Regions from separate parts of the Mus musculus genome. Here all the other regions are linked to region 1. The links are chromatin contacts, called in public capture Hi-C and promoter capture Hi-C maps. All regions are on one chromosome and are shown on one strand. The core of a region is the stretch at or near the end of the contact, and the rest is flanking DNA. Distances in the headings are between cores, read along the strand shown.

The links. Capture Hi-C pulls out chosen DNA fragments and counts their contacts.
Region 2: a contact with region 1 is called in a capture Hi-C map of macrophages, with 4 times the contacts expected there. The contact joins the promoter of Serf1 here to the promoter of Naip2 in region 1. A contact is called at or near these places in 6 of 39 promoter capture datasets (the C10 cell line, the HPC-7 cell line, liver and 2 more), 1 of 15 datasets of contacts at CTCF or cohesin (pro-B cells), 2 of 484 Hi-C or Micro-C datasets (the N1E-115 cell line and embryonic stem cells), 2 of 115 datasets of contacts at active chromatin or transcription factors (both in bone marrow-derived macrophages) and 3 of 9 other capture datasets (adipose tissue, liver and macrophages).
Region 3: a promoter capture Hi-C map of liver shows a contact between it and region 1. The contact joins the promoter of Smn1 here to the promoter of Naip2 in region 1. A contact is called at or near these places in 5 of 39 promoter capture datasets (the C10 cell line, the HPC-7 cell line, macrophages and 2 more), 1 of 15 datasets of contacts at CTCF or cohesin (pro-B cells), 1 of 484 Hi-C or Micro-C datasets (embryonic stem cells), 5 of 115 datasets of contacts at active chromatin or transcription factors (the HPC-7 cell line, bone marrow-derived dendritic cells, bone marrow-derived macrophages and 1 more) and 4 of 9 other capture datasets (adipose tissue, liver, macrophages and 1 more).

The regions. Positions count from the first base shown.
Region 1 is chr13:100,200,182-100,203,798 of GRCm38.p6, reverse strand. It overlaps Naip2 (NLR family, apoptosis inhibitory protein 2), which reads left to right and starts at 1,677. Exons shown (of 16, transcript NM_001126182.2): 1 at 1,677-1,772.
Region 2 is chr13:100,105,959-100,109,575 of GRCm38.p6, reverse strand. It overlaps Serf1 (small EDRK-rich factor 1), which reads right to left and starts at 1,557. Exons shown (of 3, transcript NM_011353.2): 1 at 1,347-1,557; 2 at 445-553. The coding sequence starts at 1,353.
Region 3 is chr13:100,123,017-100,126,633 of GRCm38.p6, reverse strand. Smn1 (survival motor neuron 1) reads right to left here and starts at 1,779. Exons shown (of 9, transcript NM_011420.2): 1 at 1,669-1,779; 2 at 1-47. The coding sequence starts at 1,740.

The DNA.
Region 1 (3,617 bases), core at 428-2,927:
TTAAGAGTGCCCAGTCATTGTGTTATCCAAGGCATTTCAAGATTAACTGATTAACTGGTGTGAGTGACTGTGTGTGTGTGTGTGTGTGTGTGTGTGTGTGTGTGTGTGTGTGTGCATGTGTGTTCTATTTGTGCTACAGTGGGTCTACTCTAGGGTCTATGACCTACCTCCCCAGCCATGAACTTTGGACAAGGATTACAAAACCAGGCAGGAAATTCCCTTCAGTAGACTGCCCTCAAATGTAATCAGAATGAGGTTTGCTATGTCATCGAAGACATGGCATTATTGCACAAGAAGAAATCCTTGGCCTAGTGGAATAGTGGTGATATAGCAAGCAGAGACCAGCACTGAGAAGATCATTGATGCCCTCCTCACAACTTCCTGCAGTCTGCATAGCATCTTCTGGCACTGTAAAAGCTAGGATGTTTCCTAGTCAGTTTGAGACTGATTCACTTATGCCCTGCAACAAAAATATTTATATATAGTCTTACTCAAGGGGCTTTATAGTTGTTACTCCTTTTTCCCAGCAAGCTCTCCCTTCTGTTCTAGTCAGAGTTCTCTAAAGGAATAGAACTGATAGGCTATACAGATGTAGGTCTACATTTAAAGATAGATAGATAGACAGACAGACAGACAGACAGTAGATAGATAGATAGATAGATAGATAGATAGATAGATAGATAGATAGATATGGATATATAACCAAATACATGGGATTTATGAGACTGACATACAGGATATAGTCTGGATAGTCTAACAATGGCTATGTGAGACATATTGTCCTATGATGTGTGTGACAGTCATTGTTAGAATGGCTGAGAATTGGTAGTTAGTTGTTTAGTCTACAAGACTGGATGTCTCAGCAGTCTCAACTTGGCACTGGAGTCCTAGAGGATTCCTGAAAAGCTGCTGGTTTCAGTCTACCTTTTAATCATGCAGGAGATGGTTCTAATACCAATGAAGAAGTGCCACAGCAACAAGATAGATGAACTTGCCCAGTGATAGTGAGGGCACACCAATGTCCTTCTTCTGTGTCTTTTTATCTGGGCAGCTACCAGAGAGTACTCCCTACTGTTAGAATGAGTCTTCCTCCTTCAAGTAACCTGATCAACAAAACTACTCTCAGAAATGCCCAGAGTTTGAATTCTATTTGATTGAAAGTGTAGTAAGGTTGAAAACCAAGATTAGCCATCTCACGATGATTTGAGAGTTCTATAAAGGATCAAAGGATCAGGTGTTGAAATGGAATACCCATTGTACTATTCTAGGAGTGGAAACTTGATTGTTTTCGAGGTGGGATCTATGTAAGCTGATTAGAATAAATCATTGAGGTGAAGATCCCATTGGATCCTGGTGAGTTCCTAAGATAGATCAAAAACAGTCCCTGTTCATAGACACATGGTAAATAAAATAATTTTAGAAAATTAAAAACAAAAGTTGACAGGAAAGAGAGGGTGGAAGGAGGGTGTTCAGATGCAGATGTTAGTAGAAGACACTGTGTCTGGGCCTACACTGTGGTCTGAATGTGAAATACCCACACAGGCAGCTCATGGTTTGAGAATTTGGTTTCCAGCTGGTGACACTGCTGGGTAAGAGTTTGGATCCTTTAAGAGGTGGAGCATGGTGGAGGGTGTGGGCCACTGGAGACTCTATAGCCTGGTGCCACTTCCTGTTCATTTTCTCTGCCCCCTTGCTGCTGATGCACTGTGACCAGCTGGCTTCCTGCTCCTGCCAAGCCTTCTGTGCCACCTTGAGATACAGATCTTCATACTGTAAGCCAGAATAAGCCTTCTTTTCTGTGAACTGCTTTTGTCAGGGTTATTTTATCCCAGCAACAGAAAAGGTAACTCCAGGCTGTGCGAGGGGAAATGAAAGTAACTAAGCCTAGCCTTAGTCTGTCAAGGCAGGGCCAGCTCCTCTCTACAGGGAAGGAGCAGGAAGCTAGCGTTGGGTAACTGTGTCTATAGATAAGAACATGACCTTTGTCTCTTAATTGCTAAGGAAACGATGTGTGTGTGTGTGTGTGTGTGTGTGTGTGTGTGTGTGTGTGTGTGTGTGTGTGTGTTTGGAGAGAGAGAGAGAGAGAAAGAGAGAGAGATCATGAGACAACTGTAAATATAACTAGTCAAAGACTTGAGGATTGATAGAACTCCAGGCGACCAATGCTGGTCATTTTAATACTTATGACAAGGAGGGGTTTTGTTTTTGTTTTTGTTTTTACCTTGTTAGGGATAGTCATATGTGGTATCTATTTCACTAAGGAAACTCCTCCTGGATATTATCTGATGAAAGAGTGTGCCTTGTCTTAAAAGATTCAACTTGACCAGGTATGGTGGCACATGCTTATAGTCCAACACTTAAAAAGCTGAGGCAGAATGGTGCCAACTTAGAGGCTGCCAAACACTATAAATCAAGGCCCTGACCCGCAGCTTTCACAAAAATGTAGTAGCTAGGAAAATTCCAAATTGAATGAGGTTGATAAAGCATGATGTGAAAGATTTAACTCTACCTAGAAGCAGATTTGATATTCCTTTGAGAGTGTTGAAGTGGGTGGATTGGCCATATGCTTATATGAAGGTGTTCTTCATTTTGTTATATTTCATTATTTGATAACTTCATATCTGAGTACTCTGTTTACATTATTTCAACCCACCCCTCTCCCATCCCACCAAACTGCCTCTCAAATTCCAGAGCCTTTCTTTAATTATCTCACACACACACACACACACACACACACACACACACACACACACACACACACTTACTGAGTCCATCTACTGTTGCTCATATGTGTATGTGTTTGGGGCTGAGCACTTGTGATTAGATAACACTTTAAGGGCTTGTCCCTGATGAAGAATAATTCTCCTCCCAGCAGCCTACACTTCTTCTTACAGAGATGAGGCCCTGTGACATTTTCCCTGTCCACACTGGCATGTCATACAGGTGTCCTTCTCCAGGTCTTGTTTACCCAGCCATATTGTTGAGCTACCATGGGTGCATGGGTGCAGCTTCCCTGTCCTGTAAGGATGATGTTGGCTATGAGTTTGTCATCCACAGGCTTTATTACGTTGAAGTGTGTTCCCTCCAGTCTTTCTCTCTCTAGGACTTTCATCATAAATCCATGTTGAATTTTGTCAAAGGCCTTTTTTGCATCTCTCATGATAGATGGTTATGCAATGTTTGTCAGTGATTTATATTACATTTGTTAACATACAAGTGTAGAGCCATCCCTGCATCTCTGGGGTAAAAGCCAATTTGATTGTATCGGAGGAAATCTTTGATATGTGCTGTTATTTGGTTTGTGAGTATCTTATTGAGAACGTTTGCATCTGTGCTCATGAGATGTGTTGCTGTGTCTCCATGTCGTTTTGGTGCCAAAGAAATACCAATCGAAGAGGATTGAAAGTGTCTCTATGCTTTGAATAATTTGAAAGTAATGGTTGGAGTTCTTTGAAAGTACAGTAGAATTCTTCTGTGAATCTATCTGGAGCTGGGCTCTGTTTACACAGAAGGATTTTTATTATTATTTGATCTCCTTATTTATTATGGGTTTCTTTGGGTTATTGATCTCTTCTTGGCCTAACTTTGAGAGTTTGAATCTAGAAATCTTCCCATTT
Region 2 (3,617 bases), core at 308-2,807, 94 kb after region 1:
AACATCTTCTAAGAATCTGGTGTCCAAACACTTTCTCCATCCCCAATGGACTCCTGAAGCCCATAATTGATTTTTGACACTCATCTCTTTCATTAAGAGGCTTGGGCCAAGCTGTCAGTTTTGGAAACATTGTATCCCATTCATGCAACAGTGTTTACATATAGAGGATGTTTGTTACTTTCTACAATAAAGTTCTCACAGTTTGTAGTTGCTGTAAGAGTGTTTCTGCAGACATGATAGTTTCAGGGCGTGGCATTCTTCAGCCATAGGATAGGACAATAACTACAATGCATGGTTTCAGTGTTCTTACACAGACACACAGTGTTAACCCTGAACTGTAGGCAAGGCTCAGTTCCAGGAAGGGTTTAAACACGTTCTTCACTCATTCTGAAAATACCGCAGTCAAACGGCCACTGACTTAAACATTCTATTAGCACTACTCACCTCTGCTTTCTCTGAGAGGCAGTCAAGCTGTCCTCTTTTCTTTTCCCTTTGCTAATTTCCTGGGTCTTTTTCATGTTTTTCTGTCGGGCAATTTCTCTTTGATTTCCACCTACAATGATAAACAGGCATGCTTTTTTCCCACCCTCAACAATATGAATACTTAATAGTAAAGAGTCCTTCGTTATAGGAGCCTTAAAGTTTTATTTTTATCAGCAAGAAAGCAGAGTATCTTTAGTTATTCCCAGATTGACCAGGGGGTAGCTTAGGAAGAAACACTCGAGAAGTTAAGTATATTACCACAACAGCATAGGTGTCAAGTAACGCCGCCTTTGCGCCCAGCACTCGGGAGGCAGAAGCAGGCAAGATCTCTGAATTTGAGATTTGAGGTCAGTCTGGTTTACAGACTGAGTTCCAGGACAGCCAGGGGTATACAACAAAACCCTTCTCGAAAACCAAAACAAAAATTAAATTATATATATCTCCATCTCCATCCCAGTGGTTGTGTACACAGGCCTCACTCAAAAATAAGTTCTGGCTTTGATAGGTGTGTGAAGATCCAGTTTGGCTGTTAAAGCCAGCAGAGGCTGAGCTCAAGGAAAGGTACCTTCGAGGACAAAAGAGCTGGAGGGCACCCTGGGCTTCCAGACCTCAGGCGCCCGCTACGTCTCAGCGGACTGGTCCCGCTGGGCAGCCGCCCACGCTCCCGGTGGGCGCGGTCCTCACGCACACCCGCACCTAGGAGGCGGGCACCTGTCCCACCTGGAGCCCGCGTCCCGCCCGCCACAAGCACGAGGTGGCGTTTGCGTCTCTTCCTCCTCCCAGCCAGCTCCCGCTCCTCCCCCGGCCGCTCGGCGCCGTCCCTCCCCGAGCCTCCGCGTCTTTCCAACCGCCCGCAGACTCACGGGCCATGCTGTCCACCGGCCGGAGACTGGAAGACAGCGACCTGGAGAAGCAAACGGCGGCTTTGCACGCTCAGCCGTTGCCGCCGGGCGCTGAAGAAGGCTGAGCCCCACAAGGGCCCTCGATGTGGCGACGCCTCGCTCGGCCAGCCAGCCGCCCCGCCCACCGACCCACAACAGCCGCGGCGTGGCCGGTGAGCCACTGCGCGTGCGCGGTCCCCACGCCCCACCGCCCCGCGCGTCCCTTGTCAGCGAGGCGTCCGCGCGCGCACTCGCCTCCTTACTTAGCAGCCTTACCCTGAAGGTGGGCTTTACGTTCCTCATCTGGCAGAAAAGACCTAACAAGGACAGAAGGGTGGATTTCGCGCGGGCTCCAAGCCTGCTCATTGCACCTTTCTTCCGGTGCCCTCCGGATGGACAGAACTTTAGCTCTAAGCTCAGGCTCTGTGGTTGAACGGGAGCCAAAGTCGCCCAGAATAACTTTATAATCTACATAAGAGCTGAAACAAGTCAGAATGCTTGCATAGGGCTGAGGGGTGTGGCTCATGGGGGTAGGGGATGCTTGCCTATCTTGAGGGACACCCTGAGTCCCACCCCCTCCCTGGGTTGCATTTCTTGAGCTGAGACTTACTTTCTTGCCTGTCCACTATTACAAACTGAGATAGTCTGGACACCGAATTTGCCTGGGTATTTTTAAGAGTTTTATTGTGGAATATTTTTAAAACATACAAAAGTATAGATGATGCTACGGTGTACTCCAACTGTCCGTGTTAACGTGACCTAGTTTAGAGAAAAAGCATCAAGAGACGGAATGTCTGGACTGAAAGTGCAGTCCTAATGGAAACGGATGTATAAAAGTTGGGGTCATAGACAGATGCACTTAGCACTTAAAACGGGCAGAACGCATAGAAACAAACACTTATCTATGACTAATTGGCTATTCTGGGTCTTTTGTTGTTCCATATCAAATAGAGAATTTTCTTCCTACTTATGTGAAGAATGTGATGAGGATGTTGATTGTGATTTCATTGAATCTGTAAGTTGTTTTGGTAGAAAGGTCTTTTTTTCAAAATATTAATTCTACCAAGGTATACACTTGGGAGGTCTTCAAATTCGAGTATGTTTCTTAAACTCTTTCTTCACACATTTAAAGTTTTCATTGTAGAGGGTTTTTTTTAAAACTCTTTTGTTATGTATATTCTAAATATTTTATTTTATTTGAGAGACTGGGAAGAGGAGCGTGCCATGATCTCTTTCTCAGCATGCTTGTTACTCATATGTATTAAGACTGGTAAACTTTGTAAGTCAATTATGTATCATAACACTTTGCTGAAATTACTGAAAATTTCTATATTTTTTCTAGTCAAATTTTGGGAACATTGGGTATAAGATAATATAATCTTCAATTGAAAATAAAAAAATATATGTATAAAATCTATTTTATATGTATAGGTGTTTTGACTGAATGTATATCTGAAATTATGTTTTCTGAGTTCTCAAGTTACAAGGATGTACACCATGCACACAGAGTACATTGAGAGTTTCTGCCAGAGGACCAGGAGTGTGCCTTTCATTTCAGAGGAAGAGGCAGATAGGTCTTGGTGAATTCCTAGTCTACACACCAAGCAGAGTTCCAGGACAGCCAAGGCTGCTTAATGAGATCTTGACTCTGTCTTCAGAGATCCTGAAGGACATGGCAAACGCTGGAGAAAACTAGACTATTGTTTGCTTGGGTTTTTTTTTTTTTTAGTGTGTGTGTGTGTGTGTGTGTGTGTGTTGGCTCCCCTGGAGCTGGACTGAGAGGCATTTGTGAACTAGCTGCCATGGTCACTGGGATGCAAATTCTGGTCCTCATGATGGAATGCAAGTGCTTAACTGCTGAACCATGTCACCAGCCTCCAAATTGTAGAATTTTAAAATTACTGGTGACACTAACAACTTACTTCACAAACTTGTGTAACACCTGTCTTGTGATGTATTTAAGTAAAAGTAAAAGTTACTTTGTTGCAAGAGCTGGAGAGATGACTCAGCAGTAAGGAGCAATTGTTATTCAGCACCTACAGAGTGGCTCACAACCATCTATAACATCAGTACAGGGGAATCTGATGCTGTCTTCTCATCGTCCTAAGGCCCCCACTGCCAGGCACGTGCATGGTGCACATGCATGCATGTAAACTTACTCATACATATAAAAATAAATACATCTATAAAACACAATAAAATGTTCATAAAATAAATTTTTTGCTTTATGCCTTTACGAGTAGGGAATTAAAT
Region 3 (3,617 bases), core at 530-3,029, 77 kb after region 1:
TAAGCTTTTATCAATGCTGTATCATCCCAAATGTCAGAATCATCACTCTGAAGAGGGAGAAAAAATAAAAAATAAGTTATAGATAGATGTGCTTAATAAAAAACAGATAATAGGAAGTACTGGGGAAGTAGCTCAAAGTCCCTAGATCAACCCCCAGCAATGCCTACAGCCCAGACACTCAGAGTGTGTGTTACAGGCAGATACATTTCTAGAAAGTCACCACGCACGAACACAGAGATCCTAGCACCTAAGAAAGCCTCAATGTACTCAGTAGAAGCAGAGGACTGCCAAGGCAAAACTGGTCTGGGCTATAGTGGGTTCCCAGACAGCATAGACTACAACATAAAACTCTATCCCAACAAACAAACAAGCACACCAACAAACAAAAACAAAACCATGAACTACAAATTAAAATGGCTCATATCTATAATCTACAATCCCAATATCCCGGAGCTGGAGACAGTAGGGTTGCCAAGAGCTCCAGGCCAGTCTAGCATATTGAATTCCAGGCCAATTTAGGTTATGGAATGTGTCCCTGATTCAAATGGGGGCGGGAGGGGGGGCTGAGACGGGGCAATCTCCTTGAGTTTGATGCCAGCCTGGCTTACATGGAGAGTTCCAAGTCTCCTAAGGCTACCCTGTGAGACCTGTCTCAAAACAACAAAACAGCAACAAGAAAGAAGCTGCAATCAATAAGATTACCCCTGAGATTGTAAACATGACCCATCACCCTGGGCATGAAGAAGTTACCACGATGACAAATTAGCACAGGAACCTTGTGGTTTTAAGGAGAGAACCAGACCGCCAGGGCTCCCCTGAGGACAAAGGGCAAAGCTTTATTCAGAATAGGAATTGCTGGGCTGTCCCCCAAAGAAGGAAATGCAGCACTGCCCAAAGCTGCCCAGAATTCTCTTCTCCCACCCCAAGCCCCAAGCAGAAATCAGTTGCCATACCATAAGACGACCGAGGTCCTAATGTTTTAAACTTCGTTAGATGGAGTATGTTGTTTCCCAGGCTAGACTCAACTTCACATTCCTGCCTCAGGAGCTGGGACTGATCACATGCACAGTCCACCAACTTGGCTCTGATTTGCCCTCGTACTTACCAGTGTTTATCTTACTTCTACAGTCTCCCTGTAATTTAGGCTGGTCCGGAATTCACGCTGTAACCGAGGATCTTGAACTCCCGACCCTCCGGCCCCCATCTCCCAAGTGTTTGTGCATGTAATTATGCGTGCACCACCAACCCTGCCTCGGATCTGCTGTCGTATACATTTGAATGCAATGCAGTCAATAGCAACTTTCAACTACTCCGGGCAACTTTAGTTATCCCTCTCTCTCAAACTTTATCAACTGTTGTTTGCAACACTTGGTCTTTCCGGTTACAAAACTGGATCCAGAAAACCAGCATTTTAGTCTAAAGTCCCTGTGAACATCTTCATCCTGACCTAAATCTGGAGCTTTCCAATGGCTCCTATCTGGTTGCCTTGCTTCAGCCAGCCTGTCCCCGTTCCTGCACATCCCCTCACAGTCACACAGGACCAAAGCGTGGCTCACAGCCTCGCCGGCGCCCGAGCTGCACCAGGAGCCGCCTGCGGATGTGGCCCGAGCTCGCACCGCCTCGGTCTCGGGCAGCGCTCCGAGTGCTAGCGCCGAGCCGCGACCTCACCTGGCCGGTGCCACGCCGGAACAGCACCGTATCTTCCTGCTCGGAGCCCGCTCCGCCACTGCCCATCGCCATGGCCTGCTACCACGGACGCTGCCGGGCTCACTCAATGACGACTTCCGTCATGGGGCTTCTGGGACCGGAAGAGTACGGTGGCCCGGAGGCAGCCAGAGACCTCCTACACGCTTCCAACTCACTCCTCCCACATCTGTCTTTTCTCTTTCTCCCCTCCACCTGTCTTCTAGTTCTTTTTTTTTTTTTTAACCTTTCCCTCTGTTTTCTTCCAATTTATTTTCCTCCCTCCAGCCCTTTTCTTTTCATTTTTCAAGTCAGCCTCGCTATATAGCCTAGGCTGGCCTTTGCTACCTCAGCTTCCCGAGTTTGGGATGAACCTTCACAATAAGGGCATCCTGTGTTTGCTGGTTCTTGATGCACACACCAATTATTAGACGATGGGTTGGTATCGGGCCTTTTGCAGTGTTAGGTGTCTGTTTTGTAATGGGCCCAAGGTTGAGGTAAGGGGAGTCGACCATTTCCTTCATCTGGCATATCTGGTAAATTCCTGAGTCTGATTTTCCTGATAGAATTTCGATATCCCATGTGCCACCATAGTTTTGATTTATCCCAATAAATTTACAGATTGACTCAGGAATAAGCCACCTATCAGCCTGTAGAAAACAAACAAAAAACTAGATAAGTCCTGGCAGATGGTGCTATTTCTGGTGTACCCAGAGGTTTCAGTCACCTCCCTCAAGATGGAGTCAGAAGCTGCTTGTAGGGTGGAGTTTCCAGAGGCAAGCAGGTATGAGTTGGGGCCAGCCTGGTCTACATACGAAGTTCCAGGCCAGTCAGAGGTTTGCAGCGAGCCCCTGTCTCAAACTATGATGGACTCTCCCAGGGCAGGGCACAGCCTGGCAAAACCCACTGTTTTCTACAATTTAGGGGATCTTGGAATAGGGCATAGACAATAGGGCATCCCAAAAGCGCCCAGTGAGATTTGTGGGTTCTTGTGTTCCAGGATTTAACAAAATAAAATTGGACCAGGGGCACACTGATAGTGATGTGGGTGTAGATCGTTTGTTAAGAGAATGTTCCCAGCTGCGGACATGGACAGAGTATCTGGGAAACACATCCTACTGAGCTGGTAAAAGGCAGAGTGCCTTAGCTAAATTAGGGGATATTTACCCAACAGAACACTGAAACAATGTCTCAAAACCACAAAAACCTGCAATTTAAAAAAATGAGGAGGCGGTGACATCTTCGGCTCCAGAAAACCGGCCACCTTCCTGGCCAAAGCAACACAGCTTCTGGGAAAGATCCTGTTTTGGGCCTTCATCTTCAGCCAGGAGGAGGTCCAAACACCAGATAACTGTGCACCTTCCCTAAAAGAGGAGAGCTTGCCTGCAGAGACTGCTCTGACCACTGAAACTCAGAGGAGAGAGCTAGTCTCCCACGTCTGCTAGTAGAGGGTAACAAAATCAACAGAGGAACAATCTCTAAACAAAGACAACTATAACAACTAACTCCAGAGATAGCCAGATGGCGAAAGGTAAACGTAAGAATCCTACTAACAGGAACCAAGACCACTCACCATCATCAGAACCCAGCACTCCCACTTCGCCCAGTCCAGGGCATCCTAACACACCTGAAAAGGTAGACCTGGATTTAAAAGCATTTCACATGATGATGGTAGAGGACATAAAGAAGGAATTTAATAACTCACTTAAAGAAATACAGGAGAACACTGCTAAAGAGTTACAAGTCCTTAAAGAAAAACAGGAAAACACAACCAAACAGGTAGAAGTCCTTATAGAAAAACCGGAAAACACATCCAAACAGGTGATAGAAATGAACAAAACCATACTAGACCTAAAAAGGGAAGTAGACACAATAAAGAAAACCCAAAGTGAGGCAACGCTGAAGATAGAAACCCTAGGAAAGAAATCTGGAAC